Regions from separate parts of the Mus musculus genome. Here region 1 is linked to region 2. A link is a contact called in public HiChIP or PLAC-seq data. All regions are on one chromosome and are shown on one strand. Each heading gives the region's core, a stretch centred on a gene start, on an enhancer-like site or on the middle of the called end of the contact. The rest is flanking DNA. Distances are from core to core; before and after follow the strand shown.

What was found. HiChIP or PLAC-seq counts read pairs in DNA pulled down with a chosen protein or histone mark.
Region 1: a CTCF HiChIP or PLAC-seq map of pro-B cells shows a contact between it and region 2, with 2.8 times the contacts expected there. The contact joins two enhancer-like sites. A contact is called at or near these places in 1 of 15 datasets of contacts at CTCF or cohesin (pro-B cells), 2 of 484 Hi-C or Micro-C datasets (LSK cells and macrophages), 1 of 115 datasets of contacts at active chromatin or transcription factors (embryonic stem cells) and 1 of 9 other capture datasets (embryonic stem cells).

What each region holds. Positions count from the first base shown.
Region 1 is chr14:77,532,070-77,537,000 of GRCm38.p6, reverse strand. All of the region lies in intron 7 of Enox1 (ecto-NOX disulfide-thiol exchanger 1), which reads right to left. Among named protein-coding and RNA genes, the nearest start is that of Gm6994, 28 kb to the right of the region's middle. Within about 2 kb of position 3,205, at least 6 of the 459 cell types and tissues checked have an H3K27ac peak or open chromatin away from gene starts, as enhancers often do. A contact at or near this core is called in pro-B cells, where this site is marked.
Region 2 is chr14:77,406,170-77,411,200 of GRCm38.p6, reverse strand. All of the region lies in intron 4 of Enox1 (ecto-NOX disulfide-thiol exchanger 1), which reads right to left. Among named protein-coding and RNA genes, the nearest start is that of Gm41217, 38 kb to the right of the region's middle. Within about 2 kb of position 1,495, at least 11 of the 459 cell types and tissues checked have an H3K27ac peak or open chromatin away from gene starts, as enhancers often do. A contact at or near this core is called in pro-B cells, where this site is marked.

The DNA.
Region 1 (4,931 bases), core at 1,956-4,455, 120 kb before region 2:
ATGGACAAAAAAAAAAAAACAAAAAAAAAAAAAAAAAAACCAAGTCCATTCTGCTAGCTGCCACACAGTTGAAAGTTGTGGCTTGCCTTCCGTACTTCTGCATATTTCTGCTTCCTGGGAGACTGCTTCTTCTCAACCCCCTTCTCAGGTTGTCAGTTTCTGAAGCTTTAACTGTAAGACTTTCAGAGTCGCCTCCTTCAGCTGCCTGCTCTTCCTCTACTCTGTGTAGGCAATTTCATCATGCCCACAGCACCCACATATTCTTATTCCAATCTACAGATGCCTTTGTACACAGCTGCTTCAGCCTCCCTTGGACCTACTTCCAGAGCCATGTTTGTATCTGTTGCCTTCTTAATATCACAATTTAGACTTCTCACAGAGGGCCAAGCTTAGCTGCACAAATCTGAAAGTGTGATTTCCCCTTGATTTTCTTCTTTCCATGTTTCTCATTTCAGGAAATGCTATCACCTACCCAGTTGCCTGAGTCACAAATCTAGGATTCATCTTGGTTCCGGTTTTTCTGATTTCCTTTTCTTGTAATCTATCACAGAAGTCCTCTCTCTACTTCAGAGATGTGTATCAAATTTATCCTCATCTCTCCAACTCACTACCCTCCCCAGGCCACAACAGTTCTCAGCTCTTCCTGAACACACACAGCCTCTTAGCTGAGCCCAGCACCCTCCCTTCTCTACTTTGAATCCTCCTTTCAAAACTTAAGTCTATTACAGAATCTATTTATGATAAAATAAATGAATAAACAACCCATTTTCAATTTACCTTAGAATCAAGTTCAGGTTCTTTGCCAGGACCCACAGGGCTTCTGTCAATCCCTTTAATCTGCTCCCAAATGTCCCTACCTCATCCATCAAACTGGCTCTCTAGGAAATTCTTCATGTATGTTGAGCTCTTCCACCTTTGGTGTCCTCCCATGTTCTCCTTCCATTCCCTCTAGAGCTGGCTCTTCTCATTCATTAAGTCACAGCCTAGGACTCTTCTCTATGGAGAAACCCTGCCTGACCATGAGACCTATGTGGTTTCCTCACTCTGTGTTCTATTCGTGCAGCATAGAAAGGATGCTATGGCATTACAAAACTAGGGGCTGGGGATGTAACTGAGCTAGTTGAGTGTTTACTTAGTGTGATGGGGAACAATGATCATCAACTTGCCAGGATTTAGAATCACTATGGAAACAAGTCCCTGGAAATGTACAGAAAGGATTCTCTAGATTGGGTTCGTTGAGATGGGATGACCCACTTTAAATAAGGGAATATCATCCTACAGGCTCAGTGAACATAAGAGAGCAAGGTGAGCGAGCAGCAGCATCCCTGGAGCTATGCTTCCTGCCTGCAGATGCAATTTGACTAGCCCTGTCCTGCTCCAGCCACCAATGCTTCACCACCATGAAAGCCTTGGATTTGATCTCTCTAAATTGGGTTTGGTGGTAAAAGCAGGGGAATCATAGATTCAAGGTCATTGCTGACTACAGTCAGAGTTCTAGGCCACTTGGGATGCATGAAATCCTAACTCAAATAGGAATCACTGAAGTGGAGGGAATATAATATTAACTTAAAAGACCTATTGAGGGCTGGAGAGGTGGCTCAGCTGTTAAAAGCACTGGCTGCTTGCTCTTCCAGAGGTCCTGAGTTCAACTCAACCACATGGTGGCTAACAGTCATCTGTAATGGGGTCCAATGCCCTCTTCTGCTGTCTGAAGACAGTGACAGTATACTCCTATAAATGAAATAAATAAATCTTAGATAAAAGACTTATTTGATAGAACTTGAGAAGATGATCAGTGGATCAAGTGCCTCCCAGTGATCATGAGGACTGCCTCAGATATATACCATCCACACACAAAGCTGAGCTTCTAATTGTGGATGCTGCCTGTAATGCCAGCAAGCAGGAGGCAGAGACGGAGGAACACCGGGTAAGGGGACTAGTCACAACAGCCAGAATCCATGATCTCCACAGTCGGCGAGAGACCCTGCCTCAATTAACAAATTGGAGAGCAACTGAGAAAGAAACATGGCCCGAATTCCTGGCCTATCACACACATGCACACATACATGGGTACCTATACATATTCATCCAAGCACACATTCAAATATGCATACCACATACACATACAACAACTATTTCTAGGGAGAACAGAATTTGTTTTAATGTTTCCTGAACATTGTGTCTTTGTTTTATGTACACACTTAAAAGCCCTGCTGTTTTTCATTAAGAGCTATTGAGTTCTTTGAAAACCTTGTTTTTCATTCACAACATTCATGGTCCTACTTAGATATATATTAAGTAAGTCTTTTCTTGGTGCTTTTTTTTTTCCTGCATCCTCAGCAGCCCCATAAAACAAAAAAAATAAAAATAGAAAAAGCATGGTCCAAGGATGCTGAGGTGAGAGATCCCTTACCGTGATCACTGTTAAGTTGGTGCCAAAGAGGCCAAGGCAGAATCGGACACAGCTCTGCAGGCATTCCTGCCACCGCACACTGGTCATCATAAATAATTCACATAAAGAAGACGAAACACAAATAGAAAGAGAAAATAATGTGACGCCCTGTATGTTTTTTAATTACTGCAGGAAAGAAGTTCATTTGCAGCTAAAACACAATACTCCTTCACCCCTTTGACATGTACTTGGCTGCAAGCACCAGCAACTGTTTCCAAGCAGCTGATACATAAATTCTTAGAGCTACCTGCTGTGGGCACTCAGGCCTAAAACCCGATAAAAGATACCCGTGGGCCTTCGGGGAAGGCACGTTCCAATTTCTTTCCTTTTTTTTTTGCAAAGGAAAGGAGAAAATGGTTTATATGGGTCTGACCAAAAGAGACAGAATAAACAATACAAATAAAAATAAATAAACAAACAAAACAAACAAACAAAAACACCCCGCAGGTGAAAGATTCTTTTCCTCAGCGAAAATGTTGAATACAAATTTTGCTAGATTTTCTTTTTCTTCACCTTGACAAATACTTAGAGAAAGCAGTAGGCGGAAGGAAGGTTCACTCTGCCTCAGTGTGAGTGGTGTCCAGTCATGGTGAACTGGCTGCTTTTACTTTGGGTCTGAGGTGAGGACTTAACTTCCTGGTCAGCAGGAAGTAGAGAAAAACACTCGGGGAAGGGGAAAAGGGACAGGCCTTTACAAAGGCCTACCCTCCAGGGATCTACTTCCTCCTACGGGGCTGAGGTGGTGTGAATGAGAAATGCTGCCCCCGGTGGTTCATGTATTTGAGCACTAGGTCCCCAGGTTATGCAACTTATAGGCGGTGGAGCCTGCCTACCAAAGGAAGCAAGTCACTATGGGCAAGTCCTGAGAGTGTATAGCCTCATCTACTTCCAATTCTCCATTTTTTCCCCCATGTGGATGGATGGACAAATATAGTAAAGATAGGGTGAGATAGACATAACTGGGCATGCTATCATAACAAAAAAAAAAAAAAGACAGACGTAAGGAGATTGATTACAGATGCAAGAAATGAGCATGGCTCATTAATTTGATCCCTATCTCAGAGGCTTTGCGAAATAGTATGGTCTTTTCCTGTGTATTAGATCTATGAAATGCTTACAGTGAATGCATTAAAAAGAATTTAGCTTCCTCTTGGTCATCCAGTCTTTGTGTTAAGCAACCAAGGCTAATGTTTAGTTGTCTCTTTATGTCTGGCCATTCAGAGAAAGATATAAAATGCCTGGCATGCCCTTCATCTGGCACCAGGAAGAAGGCAAGAATTCTGGGGATTTCTCTAATACTCATCAAAACTTACAGAAAGTGTCGAGACATTGCTCTGTAGGACTTACCCAAATCCTCTCCCGCCGTCCTCATGACATGAAAGGGTGATACAAGTCATAGAGAGCAGTAACCATGGACCTGTCCTACTTGGTACCCTGGCTCTCAAAGGGCCACCATGTGACTAAGGAGATGAGAAAACCCAGGCACAGCCACTGCCACAGACATCTCACAAACCTATGGACCTCGTGGGAGATTATTTAAAGGCATATTGTCTTTGCTCTGTGGAGTTTCCCATGGCCAGTAAAGATCATCAAGGACAAATAGGCTTCCAACTCCATCAAGAAAAAGAATGTCAATATGTCACTCATCCAAAGAAGGAGTCAAACACTAATCACCATCCTAGTCATCATGAGGGGAGTATAGCTGAGAATTAACTCACACCCTACACACACACACACACACACACACACACACACACACACACACACATACACATTCAGAAATCAAATACAAGGCTAGGATGTACTCAGTGACAGAGTTCTTAGACTGCAAGAGGCTCTGGGTTCTAAAAATATCCATATATATATATATATTCACATATATCCATATATATGAAAATATGAAACAACACAAAGAAGGAAAGGTCTTGACTGGATCTGGGTTAACACAAAGGTCCCTTCACATGAGTCCTGGCATTGGCTGCTTGGATTATCACGCTGAAACATGAGGATGCAACCCATCTCAGTGGGAGAGAGGCCCTCTGACAAATTAACAGAGTCTGCGAGGAGCACAGGAATAATGGGAGACAGTCCCACTTTGAGGCAGCTCATTAATGTTGAAACGGCATGCCTCCTCTCAAATGTCCCTGAAAATGACTGCAGTACTGAGTGTGAGCTACTCCTATCAGAAGTCCACCCTAGCTCTCTGTGTCATGATTCGGTGAGCACTGGGTTGGAGCTCTCACCTGTACTCATGGTGGATAGATACCCTACCGATGTAAGAACAACAAATCCTTATCATAGTTCCATTACTGTTCCTCCAAAGCTTGCGTTTGGGTGCCCATTCTCGTGAGAAGAACCATGGCCTTCCTCCCCTACTGTTCCCACCTAATCGCATGATCCTGCACCAAGCCACTTAGAGTGGAGCCCATCACATGCAACTGTGTGCACGCAGCAGCTCCCTTCTGAGCACCAACGTGAT
Region 2 (5,031 bases), core at 246-2,745:
CAGCATGTACTAAGCAGACCAAAGAAGGAATGTCCCAGCTACTCACTTTCCCTCCAACGAAGGAAGAAGAGAAGGGGAAACCGCCATTTATTAGATGCCTTATTTGATTTCTGTAACAATCTTGGCACTTGGGTTTTCTCATTTCAAGGAAGAGCAGTAGCTTGCCCTAGGCCATGATGACAGAGTGAGACCCAACCCTGACTCAGGCACTTGCACCCTTGTTAGGAGTACACTAAGAGTCAAACATGTGGCTGTGGTGAACAAAGGCACAGGAGAGACTCCGGAGGGATTGCAGCATCTACAGGGGCTGCTGCATCCCATGGCCTCCTCCACTGTACCACCAAGCAGCAAGAACTGCAGAGGGAGCACCTCTGCCCTTTAGACAAGTCAGGGTCCTTGTCCCTGGGTCTAAAGAAGCCAAGGTATCAATGAGTAAGAATGGCAGCTATTAACAGACCTTTCTATCTTCCAGATGCTAAGTTCTCACATCAAATACTTTGCTGTAGGGCAAGACAGCTCTCTAGATGTGAGTATCTGGAGTCACCCTGGGCTGGCAGATGGAGTGACAAGGACCTCCGTCAGAAGATTTACCCACTCATCCTCTCATCCTCTCACCCACCCACTGTGCGGACACCATCGGGCTGATTCAGATATGAGTGGATTTCCGTTCTCAAAGCATCACTCCAAACCCCACTCCTACGTATGGTCAAATGTGAAGTATGCTTGGCCAATAATAGCCTTAGTCCAATAATAGTCCAGAGGAAGAGGACCCAGCCGCTCAGGAACTAGGATCCTTCCCGTGCTGCTTCGTGCCTACCACCCCGCCCATGTAAAGACCTGGGTGGTGATGCTTCAGTGTTCCTCAAACTTAGCTGAAGGGAGGAAGGGCAAGTAGGAGGGGAGCTCACAGAAATACGTATAGTAGTGATGTTTAGACACTTTATTGGGAACACAAATTTCATTTTCATAGAGATGGATACTAGAGGTCACAGCCACGGTTTCCAAAAGGGGCCAGAAGAGCATCCTTGGATCCACAATCCTACTGTGTCAAAATGCAAAAGGAACTTGGCTCTTGCCTAGCATGAGATACTCCTTGTTTCTAGAAATAGGCCCTTCCCCGTAAGAGACCAATTAAGTTTTCTTTTTAGGTACAATGGTGACAGACACAAATCAATAGAATAATTTTAGAGCAGAGAAATGACCACTATACAAAGTGCTTGCGGGGCACTTCAAGTCCAGGTTCTCGCTCATCCCTTGTGCTCTTGTGCAGGGGACAATGCGAGCCAGAGAGAAGCAAGCAGGACTGTCAGTGGTGCTGGAGCTCCATCCCAGATTGGAGAGCAAGCACTCATCAGGGCTGGGTCTTCCTGGTCCCATCGGCAGGGGCAGGAGGGGCTTGCATTCTCTTTTCCATGTGACAAGTGACTGTCCTCATCTCCTGGAGGACAGCTGGTACAGCCTACACGCAGAGGGACTCCTTCTGCTTTGTTGAACTTGCTGTTTCCTGAGCTCTACAGAGCCACATCTCCTCGTTCAGTCTGAATGCAAAAGCAAGTCTGAGTGTAAAGACTGAATGGGAGATAACCACGTTCCTACACTCAAGTTTTCACAGCATAATGCCTTGCTTTAAGGCCAAGTCCAGAGGTCCCTGGAATACAAATGCTGTCTTCCACACCTGGCTCGGGCCTCAGCAGAGAGGAGGCCTTAATACATGAGGGGAGACGTAAAAACCACAAGGCAGGGGAAGGAAGCTGCTCTGAGGTTTAAAGCTGACAGGGCATTTGAGTATTCAAAAAGATATCCTTGGATGTGTACAGCATCATGAATCTAATGGAGTCCCAAGTCCATGATCACGCATTTATGGACCAGATCACAGGAGCAGCACTCTGACAGGCAGGTGGCCTTTCCTCTCCAGAGGCCAGCATCTGATACTCAGAGGCGAGCACTTCTCAGTCATATCTATTCCCTGAAACATGAGGCAGAACTATGCCTCATGATGGGAAAAAAAACGAGTCCATATTAAATATATTCAGATAATTCAATAATTTTACTACTAAACCACAGAAATCTAGATTACTAGGGAATAGCAATTGCCTTAAATAAAATACTACTTTGGGTAAGCCAGGAGTGGCTTAATGAGCTTTTTGTGTACTGGGTTTAATAAAAAAAATTGTATTAGTCATTTCATACAAATATGGCAGAGCTGATGAATTACTCCTAATGAGGGAAAATCACCTCTAATCCATTTTAATGATCTTCGTATTTCAAAATATAAAAATTTATCCTTAAGCACACAAAATCATAGATGATGATGCATACTCTGAGAAATGAAGGGATTCGCCAAAGTTACAAAGCAAATTAATGAAGGAGCTACCGTTGGCGCCTTGGTCTCGCATCTCTGTGTGTGTACACTTTCCACCACACCACTCTAGAGCTCCTTTAGCAACCAGGGAGAGGCTGGGAAAGTACAGAGAACAGGCTCTCACTGTCTGCACCACGGTATCTACTGCACCGAGACTGGACTTTAAAGAATATATACACGACTACATACCACCACCAGAGCCTGGTGAAAATGTAACGCTCAAGTTTAGAAGGGCAGAAGCTCAGAGTAAATGGAGATTATTTATAAAGCACTACTTTTCTGTTACACCTCAATATGCAGAGTCATGGTTTGGTAGGCCTTTGGGGAACAGTGTTTTGGGGGCAAGAACATAGAATTTGTGTCTTAGCCATGATGTAGTAACCATGGCTCAGTGGATCAGTCATGACAATCTCTAAGTCTTTTATTTTAAATCCATAAAGTCCAGCAAAAATTGCTGATATTCTTCCACCCCATCCACTAAAAGGCTTATCCCAGCACAAAAACCTTGAGTTTGGTTTTTCTCAAAGTGTGACCACAGGACTACTGGTGTCAGAACCATCTACGGTGGTCATGAGCCCCAGCCACACCCCAAAGGGGTTCCCTGGAACTAATCTGTTTCTAAGTGATCTATGTTCAATAAGTATAAAAGTGGACCACAGAGGAGGAAGAGGAGATCCAAGGACTGCGGAGGCGGGGGTGGGGTGGTGGTGCGGGTGGACGAATGTGAACATCTAAGGAAATTAGTGTTCTAGTCACTTAACTGTTTTCTCATGTGATAAACAAGGGTGTGTGAGTGTCTTTCCAGTCTCATTCAGTAGCCAAACTCTGTTCTAGCAACCACTTTAAGGAAGAAAAGCTTCAAAGGAAGGAGTAGTGTCTTCTGACAGATGCAGAGGTGCACTGGACACAGTATTGGGGAGACCTGTCCTGTCTCCTCTCCCCTCCACCCTCCACATAGCCTTGGAGGCCCCTATACTAGAAAATAAAAGAGCCAGCTGATGGCGGAGGTGTTGCTCTGGCCTTGGAGAATGCAATTCTAACACTTTAGAGTCAACACTAAGGTGTAGGCAGCCACACACCAGATCCCTCCAGACCAGTGATTCATACATCACACAGCCCAGCTCACCGCCAGCATACAAAGGAAGGAAGAAGACGACACTACTTGTAATGTCTTACATGTGTTCTAGCCTTCAAATCGCTAAACAGGTATCTCTACCCCTGAAATATGTTCCCCAAGATATCTGAGAGGACTCACCCCTTGCATTAATGTTCCTTCTTAGATGTGACTCACCCACAGAGGGCCACCTTCTTCAACAGCGCTTCCATCCCTGTCTTTAGCCTGCTCATTTCTTTTATTCATTGCATCGTAACCTGAAGTTCAATTGCACACCTACTGGCTGTTTGTTTCTCTTTGTGGTTTTGCCCCCATCAGTTCCCTAGCAGCATTACAGCAGCATCTTTCAATCTAACATCCCCAGTGTCCATAGCAACACACGCCACTAGGAGCTGTTCAATAAATGCTATAAATAAAGGAAATCCAAAAAGTTGTCCGGTTAAAGCATTCAAGCCAACAGCCACACCTTCACATTTAAGGCCAATGCTGTGTGTATACACACATGTGTATCTTTATTTCTTTTTTATTCCGGTAAAATGCATGGAACATAAATGTTACCACATTCATCATTCTTAGACAGATGTTAAAGGCAACAGTCTACAAGTGGAATTTCTGGGCCACCCATGGTGGTTCTGTTTGACTTTTTCAAGGAACCCCTATGTTCTCTTCCATATCAGCTATGTGGTCTTACATTGCCACCATGGTACACCAGGATTCTGGTTCTACACTTACTCCCAGATTTGCTTAATTTTGTTTTGACTGGTCATGCTAAGAGTGTAAAGTGGCGCCTCACTGTGGGTTTGAGGCACATTTCTCCAATGACGCTGCAGCATCTTTGATAGTTTAATTGGTCAGTTGCACATCTTCCTTAGGAACTCTCCATCCAGGTGCTTTGTCTAGTTTTTAATGATGTGGTCTATTTGACTGCTGTTATTGAGAAGTCAAAGTATTAGCCTTATCTGATACATGATTTACAAATACTTTCTCTATTCTGTGGCTCGCTAACTAATGAGGATGCTTGTATTTTAACTCTGGAATTGGCTTTTTATTCTCTGCCTGAGAGTTCTGTTTAGCACTTACAGAGAAGGAGGTGTTGTCTGCTGATTTGCACCATACAGTGCTTAATGAGTAAGACTCTCTACACAGACTTGATGATGAAAGGGGATTTGAATATGCTTATGAAACAATGAAGTATATTGTTTGGTGTTGCTTTTTTTTTCCAATGGTGGCCAAGAAATCGAAGTACAACTGTTAATTAAAAGCATATAGTGTTGCCTGCCTATGAATGAAATGCCCTGACTCACTGGAGCATAATTCCTAGTGTCAGTGGAGAACTGGCTAGCTTTATTAAAGATCTGGGGGACTAATCACCTTTCCATCATCCTTTAATTAAAACCTCTCCATCCTGCACTCGAAAGCCTTTGTCTCCTACTCATTATTTTCTTTCTTTATTCTGGCCTTGAATGAGGATTAGAAGCAGTGGAAGCAGAAACGTCTCCACAAGCGTGTTCCTTGCTATCGTAACAGAAAAGTAGAGGTTTTTAAACTGTTAAAA